2 separate regions of the Capsicum annuum genome follow, and region 2 is linked to region 1. The links are chromatin contacts, called in public Hi-C maps. All regions are on one chromosome and are shown on one strand. Each heading gives the region's core, a stretch centred on a gene start, on an enhancer-like site or on the middle of the called end of the contact. The rest is flanking DNA. Distances are from core to core; before and after follow the strand shown.

The links. Hi-C and Micro-C count contacts between places; a contact is called where the count stands out from the background.
Region 2: a Hi-C map of bud shows a contact between it and region 1, with 3 times the contacts expected there. The contact joins the enhancer-like site here to the promoter of LOC107870821 in region 1. A contact is called at or near these places in 3 of 5 Hi-C or Micro-C datasets (bud, pericarp and placenta).

The regions. Positions count from the first base shown.
Region 1 is chr5:58,545,822-58,551,877 of UCD10Xv1.1, reverse strand. It overlaps LOC107870821 (F-box/FBD/LRR-repeat protein At1g13570), which reads right to left and starts at 2,592. Exons shown (of 4, transcript XM_016717485.2): 1 at 2,310-2,592.
Region 2 is chr5:58,972,242-58,977,523 of UCD10Xv1.1, reverse strand. LOC107870711 (CCR4-NOT transcription complex subunit 11) reads right to left here. Exons shown (of 12, transcript XM_016717321.2): 8 at 3,865-3,936; 9 at 3,698-3,771; 10 at 3,360-3,501; 11 at 2,576-2,654; 12 at 1,684-2,020. The coding sequence ends at 1,923. Among protein-coding and RNA genes, the nearest start is that of LOC107870711, 27 kb to the right of the region's middle. Within about 2 kb of position 1,508, at least 2 of the 5 cell types and tissues checked have an H3K27ac peak or open chromatin away from gene starts, as enhancers often do. A contact at or near this core is called in bud, where this site is marked.

The DNA.
Region 1 (6,056 bases), core at 1,343-3,842:
ACTTCACCATGACAACATCCTTCCATATTAGGTTGTGCTCATTTGCAAATTTTAAAAGCCACTTCATCATCAAGCTCTGATTCTGCTGCTTCAGATTTCTAATGCCCAAACCTCCTTCCTTCTTGCACACTGTCAATTCCGCCCATTTGCAAGGTATCTTCACTGCCTTTCCACATAAAGTCCTTCTTATAGCATCCAATCTTTTAATTACACCTTGAAAAAGAAATATATGCTTCCCAGAGATGAACATCTTTACTCATCAGGAACTCCCTTGTCACCAAATCATATAACTTGTATCCCTTTTGAGTTTTAGAATATCCAATAGAGATAGTTTTCTTTTCCCTTAGTGAACTTATCTCCTTCAGAAAAGTTGTTGGCAAAGCACAAGCATCCAAACACCCTTAAATGTCTCAATTGTGGTATCTTCCAAAACATTAATTTATACGGTCTACCCTATAGGACTATTGTTACCGACCTATTTATCAGAAACAGAGTCTCCCTGAAATCTATTTCACAAAACCTAGAAATTAAATTCTCTAGCTACTTCACGTATATTTGTCTCCTCTCAACTGCTCCTTTTAGTTGAGGGGTATAAGGTCAACTACTTTGATGTATAATTCCACATGACATCAATGATTCAGAACATTTTAAGTTGAAAAACTCCTCATTATTTGATCTTAAGACCTTATATGTGACTTATATCATAGTTAAATTAAATCTAAATGACTATATATCTAGTTCATCCCAAGGATCTTTCATCTTTGCATAATAAGTAGCTATAGAACTTGTACCCTGTATCAGAAATCCAATTTCAGTCCACAAATGATAAATCCTAGTTAGAATTGATATGTCGAACCTCTCTTTGAATTCATCCCAAACCTTCTTCACATTTGAAGAATAAACTATGCTTGACACAAACACTGGATAGACTGTACTGTTGATCCACAATAACACTACAGCATAGCATTGCCTTCACTGCATGCCAAATCTCCCTTATATGAACTTCCAAGGCAGGATCCATCCATGAAACCTAACTTGTTATTCACCAAAAGAGTTATTTGCATCGATCTGCTCCATAGCACATATTTTTTCTAGCCCAGTTAGCTGTTAGCTTTATCGATATCAGCACGACTCCAGGGGTGTCTAAAGGTTGTAGACACATCAGATGATTGTGATCAACTACAACGGTTGCAGCATCGCCCATAGTTGGATGAGCTTCGAGCATCAATTACAACTTCTCAGATCTAAAAGTTGAGCTTACTCCCATTACCATTACTCTGAAACCATAATGACTTTCAATCTAAATGACCAGAACGCATTCAAATCCTCAGACATTCAAAGTGATGAAGCTGGTTAGAGAGAAGCCAATAGAGAGAAGAAGGAATAAATGATTGCTCCATAAATATGAAACAAATAAACTAATTCTGTTACAAGGAGAGGAGATACGTATCGCCCACATGAGCTATGTCAGCTACTAACAGAAAAGAAAAAAAATAGGAAGATACACAAATAATCTTCCTTTTAATGCATAAATACTCCTAATATTTCCACAACCTCTCCCACATCAAAAGAGCTTTCCCATGCACCAAGTGCTAATCTGACCAGAGCAGGGTGAGGAGAGGGGTGGAAACAGGCGCGGATCTAGGAGGGGGCAAGGGTGTTCACCCGAACTCCCTCGCTAGCCAAAAAATTATAGGGTATATGTATCGTATTTTTTTTCTTTTTGGTGTACATACATAGACCTCGAACCCCCTAAACTCAAAACTAGAGATTATCTCAGTAATTTAGGGGGTTCAAAAATCACCTTGAACTTCCAAGTTCAAACCGCAAGCACTACATTTTTTTCAGAACCTCCTTAGTGAAAATATTAAATCCGCCACTGGGAGGGAACATGGATTTAAGCAAAGAGACTGTTACCACGCCTCAAACCAATTACCTATAGGTAATCAATAAAGCAACTCTACCCATTTCATCTCTGTCCTCAATAAAATAAAAAATTTAATTGGGTTTCCAAGAAATAAATAGAACTTGTAACCATCAAAATCAATAGAAAAATATTCTCAAAATCATGTTGATTCAACCACATAGGGGATACAGTGTTTGCAAAACCCAGACTCCCTAATTCAAGAATTTTCCAATTAACAAAACAAAACAAAGACACACACACTTTAACTTCTACACCATATATATGGCCTATATACACATAAAAATTGAACTTTTTGGACAAGATCCAATTAGAATTTAGTTGATTTAATGATCCCCAGATGATAAAAATGTAATAATAGTTGTGTTTTGAATTAAGGTAAAACCTGAGATTGAATTTGAAGGGGTTCTTGAATTATTGGCCAGCTAATTCTGTTAACTTGTCATCGAGGACCGGAAAAAGATACATGCGGGGGTCTCTGAGGGGATAACTTATTAAATCTGGCTTTCTCTTCCCCCAAATATATGACGTCAAAGTTATGAAATGAACATATTGCCCTACCAAAACAATAAAATTATATTCCAATTTAGCTTATGAAACTATAAGGACCTGCCAAATAATTTTCAAAATTATACCTTCACCTTTTTCTTTCTTTTGTTTCCCTCGTTAGCTGAATTATACGTTTTACTTTGTTTTTCTGTATATTAGAAGTGAAGGTTTCAATATGTCACCTTTTTGTCTTTAAATTTAATATTGAGGATATTAAGGTCTAAATATATATAATTTATCATAGTTAATGTATGGATTTGACATGTAAGTATTTATAAGAGGGACAAGAGATTTTTTGCTTCAATGTATGAAGGTTTAAAGCATAAATTAATAATTTTTTGTTCTTTATTTTTTGAACCTCATAAATTTTTTTAATAAAAGTCCATTCTTTTCTCTTTAATTACCAATAATGTGTAGGAAAGAATTTATAATAATGCCATCATATGTTGTCTTGCATATATTTCCACACACATGGGACCTCTATCTTCCATTTATTTTTTATTTTTATTTATCTTCTTATTGTATAAAATTGTTTTAAATATATTATATTTAAGTAAATTGATTAGTAAGATGATAATTTATCATAAAGGTTTTTAAAATAAGTTCTAAGCTCAAATTGATAATTTTTTGTTCTTTATTTTTTTTAACCTAATCAAAAGTTTTAATAAAAACTCATTTTTTTCTTTAATTACCAACAATGTCAAGTAATGAATTTACAGTAATGCCATCATATATGGCCTTGCACATATTTCCACACACGTGGCCCTCCATCTTCCATTTATTTTTTATTTTTATTTATCTTTTTATTGTATAAAATTATTTCAAATATATTATATTTAAGTAAATTGATTAGTAAGATGATAATTTATTGTAAAAATTAATTATTGATACAATTAAATAAATTTTATTCTTTATTTAATTTCATATCAAACATATAATTTACTTTCGTTCTTATTTGTTACTATAATTTCACCTAATTTAATTTTTTTCAATATGCCTGCTTATGTTGTCTGCTTCAATTTCTTCAATCGTGATTTTATTATATTGCCCCAAATTAATTATTATAAGTCATTTATATATTAAAAATAACAATATTTAATTTTTAAAAAAATAGACATTTATGACATGTCTATTTCAGTTGCTTCAATCATAATTTTACTTTCTATATCATTTTTATTAATTATTATAAATTATTTATATATTAAAAATTAACAATATTTAATAAAAAATAAAATAGACATTTATGACATGTCTGCTTCAGCTGCTTTAATCATAATTTTACTAAATATCTTCCCTAATTAATTATTATAAGTCATCTAAGTATTTAAAGTAGCTCTTCGTCGACCTGTCAGTTTTAGCTGTTTGCTTCGTAATTTTATTATATCATTTCTAAGTAATTATTATAAATTATTTATATATTAAAAAAATTAATAATATCTAATAAAAAAAATTTAGAAGTGAAGGTTTCAACATGTCACCTTTTTGTCTTTAAATTCAATAGTAAGCGTATTAAGGTGTTTAAAATAAGTTCTAAGCTCAAATTGATAATTTTTTGTTCTTTATTTTTTGAAACCTCATCAAAAGTTTTAATAAAAGCCTATTTTTTTCTCTTTAATTACCAACAATGCTAAGTAAAGAATTTACAATAATACCATCATAAGTGGCCTTGCATATATTTACACACATGTGGGCCCTCCATTTTTCATTTATTTTTTATTTTTATTTATCTTTTTATTGTATAAAATTGTTTAAAATATATTATATTTAAGTAAATTGATTAGTAAGATGATAATTTATTATAAAAAATAATTATTGATAGAATTAAATAAATTTTATTCTTTATTTAATTTCATATCAAACATATAATTTACTTTCTTTCTTATTTGTTACTACAATTTCACCTAATTTAATTTTTTCCCCTAATATATAGAAGAGAAAATTTTGATATGCCTGCTTATGTTGTCTGCTTCAATTTCTTCAATCGTAATTTTATTATATTGCCCCTAATTAATTATATAAGTCATTTATATATTAAAAATAATAATATATAATTTTAAAAAAATAGACATTTATGACATGTCTATTTCAGTTGCTTCAATCGTAATTTTACTTTCTATTATATCATTTTTTATTAATTATTATAAATAATTTATATATTAAAAAATTAATAATATTTAATAAAAAGGTAAAATAGACATTTATGACATGTCTGGTTCAACTGCTTTAACTGTAATTTTACTAAATATCTTCCCTAATTAATTATTATAAGTATCTAAGTATTTAAAGTAGCTCTCCGTCGACCTGTCAACTTCAGCTGTTTGCTCCGTGATTTTACTATATCATTCCTAAGTAATTATTATAAATTATTTATATATCAAAAAATTAATAATATCTAATAAAACAATAGAATAGACATTTATGACATGTTTTTTTCAGCTGCTTTAATCATAATTTACTAAATATCACCTCTAATTAATTATTATAAGTCATCTAAGTATTAAATAAATAAATAATATTTAATTAAAAAGATAAAATAGATATAAAATGATAAGTTAACTCTTGATGTTTTGAATAACTTGATGTCTTACATGAGATTTCACTTATTTTTTTCACAAGTATCTTTTATAGTAATTTTATTATGTCACTTCTAATTAGTTGTTGTGAGTTATTTAAAACATGTCTATTTTGTTGTTTCAATCGTGATTACTATATCACCTCTAATTAATTATTATGGTCATCTATGCATCATGTCACTTAAATTATAGTAGAAAAAGTTTTACACAATAATTAAAAATTTAAATTATTTAAAAACTGTAATTGACTATTAGGGACACAAAACTCTGGACAAGGAGTGTAACATATGTTTTTTAAAAATTACATAAAAATATTATACAACAACAACATACCCAATAACTAAAAACTTGAAATATCTAAAAATAATTTAATCTATTATATATTTTTATAAAATACTTAAAAAATACTATAAATCACAATAATTAACAACTTAAAAAATTTAAATGATATAAATATTTGATTGACTCTCGAAATTGTATAAGTATCATTTAAATTGAAATAGAAGAAAAATATTATAAATCACAATAATTAATAATTTAAATTATTTTAAAAATATAATTGACTATTAATGACACAAAAGTTTGGATAGAGAGAGTAACATATATTATTTAAAAATTACACAAAAAATATTATAGATTACAATATTAACAACTTAAAATATCTAAAAACATATTAAAGGTATGATTGATTATCTAAATTCAATTTGTGTCACGAAAATTAAGACAAAAAAATATATATTGAGCTCATGCTAGATTCCGGATGAATCTTAGGATGTATATGCAATCCATCTTTTTTTTTTAACTTTTGCTATGCAATCCATCGGGCTATCCATCGGATTGTTATGAATCTTAGCATGCATATGCAATCCTTCGGGCTATGTAGAAAGTAAGTGGGTAGATTTGTTGGAAAAGTAAAAAGTAACAAGAATTAGATGCCTTTGGTTGTAAACAATCTAAGACGAACACTAAGATTGCGTTCCCCCTGGCTTCTAACTCTGTAGATTTATCAT
Region 2 (5,282 bases), core at 259-2,758, 430 kb before region 1:
CCTCAACTTTAAAACAATTGGTCAACTTTATCCTCCGTCATACTATCAGGCCAAATATGCCCTCACCGTTAACAAAGTTATTATTTATACCCCCTAAAATGGATGGAAAAACCCAAATCAACTAAAACTATTCAATTTTGAAAAGAAAAACTACCCATCCCAATTTAACCCGCTCCGACCCAACCCATCTAACTTACAAGTCTCATTGTAGCTCTTTAACTCATTTCTCAAGTCCCCTTAGCATCTCTAATATTTTTGTTCTAATTTCCTCTATATACAAAGTTTCAAACTTTTGGAAAAACTAATCAATGCAAAAGCGTGATAGTTGATATTAGTCCATTTGATTTTGTCATTGTTGCAATTAGGAGAAATACAAATAAATCAGCAAAAAAAAAAAAGACGAGTCCATGTCGTATTGTTGAAAACATGTTTTCCACTTCATAAGTAGGCCATCATAGATCTATAAGGGATTATTGATCATTCTAGTGATGGTATTCTTAACTAATAAAGATGAAGGATATGTATCACTTCTTGGTGTTAGTATGCCCATGAGAATTGTCAGATGGGATTTTAGCTTCACTATAATCTATTTGGAACCCATGCATTTTTGTTTCGCCTGTAATATCTTTCTATTGTCTAGATTGGACATTGTTTTGGTCTACAGCTGATGAAATTTCAGCAGTGGACTATGCTTACAATTTAAAAATTATCCATAATGCTGATTTTTAGTAGGCACAGTGCTATTCAATATCATAACTAATTGTATCGCAATGAAAACTCAATACGTTCTTAAGCTGTAGGTTGCTTTCTAATCAGCAAACAAGTTTGGTGAACACGTTCGATGCCACCACTGATGCAATTGCCGCATTCAACTTTAAAGAAATGTAAAGGGTAGAAAGTGGAGAGGAAGAAAAGGTTGAAGGACCGGAGATGGGAGGAAGCGGGAGAGGAACAGCAAGAGCACAGTTTCATTGGGAGGTTGTTTGGGTTATAAGTTAGATAGGTTGGGTCGGAGCAGGTCAAATTTGGGTGGATGTTTTTTTTTTTTTCAAAATTGAATAATTTTAGTTGATGTGGGTTTTTTCATCCATTTTAGGGGTATAGATGACAACTTTGTTAACAGCGAGGGTATATTTGACCCAATAGTATGACGGAGGGTTAAGTTAGCCAATTTTTTAAAATTAAGGGGTATTTTTGACCCTTTTTCCTAAAAAAAAAAATATATATATAGGACAAGATTGAACTTCGAGCATACGCATCATGAAAAAGGATAGTTAATAGTGAAAAGGATTGTTAATATACATGCAACTGTTGCGACAGAACCTTTCATCATACGAGGACAATTATTTGGATATGCCCAAAATTTCTAGCTCCACAAGTTCTGGCTATTAGGATAGTACAAAAGTTGATTTCCAGCAACTCAACCAGTAAAATACTGGTAAATCTTTAGCAACTCGACCAGTAAAATACTGGTAAATCTTTAGAATCTTCGGCATAAGCGAGCTGTCTTTCGTTTTTGGAACATCTTCCATCATAATTTTATTTTTTTTTACTTATATTTTCCTTTAGCTTATTGAATTGAAATTAGGTGCACGACGAGTATATCCTGACCTCCACCAACTTTCATGCATTTCTAATGCAAAGCTTGTATTACAAGAATGACCATAAAAGCATGGTCCATGATTGACAAGAATAAAACCATTCTTCTATTGTTCCATTTTTAGGATTTGGGAAAATGAATGTACTAACTGTGAAATAAACTTTATAATTATAACTTTGCTGATCCAAGGATACAATGACCCCGAATTGGGTGCTAACTACTTGGAAGAACGGAATCAGAACAAAAGATAAATAAAAACACATGTACACATGCTACATCAAAGAAAACTTTCATCGGAGGAATGGGGTGAACGAGGCAGCATCTACTCCAATGTCTTCAGAAGCCTAAACAGCCCCGCTGCCTCTCTAATCCTTGAGAACTCGATACAAAATGCTTGTACTTCAATGAAGAGATCATGGACTGCAATGAACAAGAGGCAGTTTAGTGCTTGGCCAACAAGTATATTATTTCAGCTTACCTGGTATCTCAGATTTATGTTGTCCTTTAAAAAGCCAAACAAAGAACTAGGAACCAGCTATTTCACCAAATAAAATGCAAATATACACTAGTGAATAACACTAAAATAGATTGAAAGAACAGATTTGAAGCAGGGTGCACTACGAAATGGATAAAAGCTTGGTCAAACCATACAGTCCACACATTTTGCACTTAACAGCAGTTTACCAAGACTAGGCTCAGAAAGTTGCTGCAAGCTGATGTACCAGATTTCGGTGAGAACAGCAAATTAACCCAGGCATTAAAGGTTGTTGCTTTGATGCAACTAGCCTCTCGTAATTACTATCCCAGTCATCCTCCGTTGCAACCCCACAGATAGACTGGCACTCACGCCCCAGTTGGTTGTTCATTTATTGTTGGGTTCTCAAACTACTCATTATAAACGGTATGCAATATATGTAGCTTTTCTATCTATTTATCAAGTCCTGTAACACTGAAGTGATGATAATAGACACTTACCATTAATGATCTTATTCCGGATCAAGCTCTGAAGGAAAACACAGACAAGTCTTACAAGTCGGTTTTGCATATATCTATCCTGAAATTTTGGAAAAGTGGAGTATGTAATAACGCAACCAATGATCATAACATCATAGATTCTAATTATGCTAGTAGAAGGAAATCAATGTGTGTTGTTAACACTCAATTCATATGTCGCAGATCCTCTCCTTCCTAATTTAGAAGAACTATTTTGTAGGTCTTCTGAAATCTTCAGAGGCAATGAGAGTCTGTCTCTTCGTCTCTTCCACCATTACATCTCCCATGTATGCATTAGAGTCATTGCCACCAACTAATATGACAGAAGAATACAGTATAACAGATTCACATCCAATGATATTAAACATCAGTTCACTGACATCTGCTCTATACCAGCTATAACAAAAAGAACTACATGATTGAAACAAAATGAGACACAAAGGCCATTACAATCTTCAGAAACAGGATAGTTGCAGGCAACGATTACACTGTTTACCCACATTAGCAGTATTTCACCCCTTAGAACATGTTTTATGATAGAAAGTCATCAAAGAACCTACAGAAATGTGTCTACCAAAACACTAACCTGAAATTGAGGTGCAAAATATGGGTGAGAAACTAACTCAAGAATAGCATGGTGACCCAAGCAACTCATGATCAGAAAAGAGTTTGATTAAGTCACACTCTAAAGGACATAATAATTGCCAGCCAAATAGATTGAGTGAAAGTTTCAATTAATAAGAAAGAAGTTACGCAGATAGAGGACCTTAATATTCTCACAGGAAGATATACAATTGGTGATGTACATATGTATAAATTCAGTTGGCAATTCAACTGCTTGAGTGAGCCTGTTAACAACTTCCATAGAATGAAGACTCATCTCCATATTAACAAGAACTGTAAAATATCTGCAACCACAAATAAAGTGCAGAATATCAGAATGTGTGGAATTCGGTGCAAAAATCCAAACAAAACACAGAATGCTAGTTCTGCAACTTCCAACAAAGATGGTTTGAATAAACTACCCGACACTTGGTGTGCATACATCACAAGGGTATCAGGTATGCTAATCAATGAACAAGGGAACAAGAAACAGAGACATACTCTGCAATCTCCGGCGAATTGACCAGCTTAACCAGAACTTCAACTGCAATAACAGGATTGTTCTCCACAAGTTCCTGAAAATAAACATAATTCTTCAGAATCAAGCAAAGCCACTAGCTATTAGGCACTCACAAATCAAAATACATTTAAGGTTGCAGAAATCATACTGGCAGCTTCCTTGGTGTCAACCCACAATGGTAGACAAGCTTTGGATCATTTGCCAACTCCAATAGTACTTGCTGCTTGAGAGTACAAGAAACACTTTTCAAAAATGACTAATGTATGCAACAAAAGTCTCAACAAATGTGCGTGAAAAAGAATTATGAGCCTAATGAGCTTTCTCGATAAAGATTATTTTGAAGGAATGAACAACTTTGTTCGGATTTTTAGAGAATGATCGAATCACAGAACGACAACCGAAAAGTCTAAATCAATTGACTTCTACTTTCCCCTGCCTTTGTTCGAATTCCTAGATCTAACCTATTTTGTATATAACATCAGCTAGTTAAAGGGGGAATGAAACCTTTCAATGGAAGAGAGAACTGTGATCTCTTGTTTTTTGCTGAAATTCGACTTACTGATTTATTCCTCAGAAACCCCTTTAAATAGGAGTCTTATTACAGCAATAGGAAGTCTAATCTTGTGAAATAGGAAACACAAATCCTATTCTAAACTAATAACTATAGCTAAATTTAATCCTTAGGGAACTATGAAACATAAATCCTATTTTAGAATAATCAGAAAAGCTACTTAAATAATAATTAAATACTTAATTTAATTTGCTTAAACGAATACACAACAAACTTAAATGTAATGAAGATCTGAAAGAAGGAAACAAAAACAACAAAAAATAGTGTGGTAGTCAAAACAGAAGAAAAAACAGACAAGGATAGATATCACAAGCAGGCACTACAATACTACGGCTAATACAACGACAAACACCAACAAGCCTAAACCCTCAAAAAGCAAGACAACAATCCTACCCAACCTACCTTTAAAGAGCAGGGACCATTGCTCTTTAAAAAGGGAGTTAAGCCTGGAAGGGAAGAATAGCTTCGAGAAAGTTTTCTCATTGAGATATGCAACAAAGTCCCATTACTAGCATACTCGGAGGACAAGGTCAACCACGTGTGTCAGTCACGCCTAATGGAGATGGAGACATCATGTTGGGTTTGAAAATCATATATTAAAGTCAGCTGCTGGATGCTAACTTTGAAGGCTTTTGGGGATGGCATTGGCAAGTGTCAGACATTTTGACAACAGTCGAGAGTCCCATGTTTGTTGAAGGAATAGATTGTTGTTTCCTTGCATGGTATTGGCTCACAAGCTATACTTTGAGGTTGAGTTAAGCCCAAAATCCTTCTTCACAACAAAGGACAAAGAACGAAATTCTTTCTTAAGATCTGTATGCGTCACCCAAAGGCTAGAGGCATCGAGGTTATGGTGGGATACCTTTAAATGGTTTGGCGTTTCTAGGATAATGCCAAGATCTTCGAAGGAGGTAATGTTTTGTGGTCACCAGGTTATACTATGTGACTCATTTAGAGAGAGCAATAGGAGAGATTTTAAAGGAGAGGAGATGAGT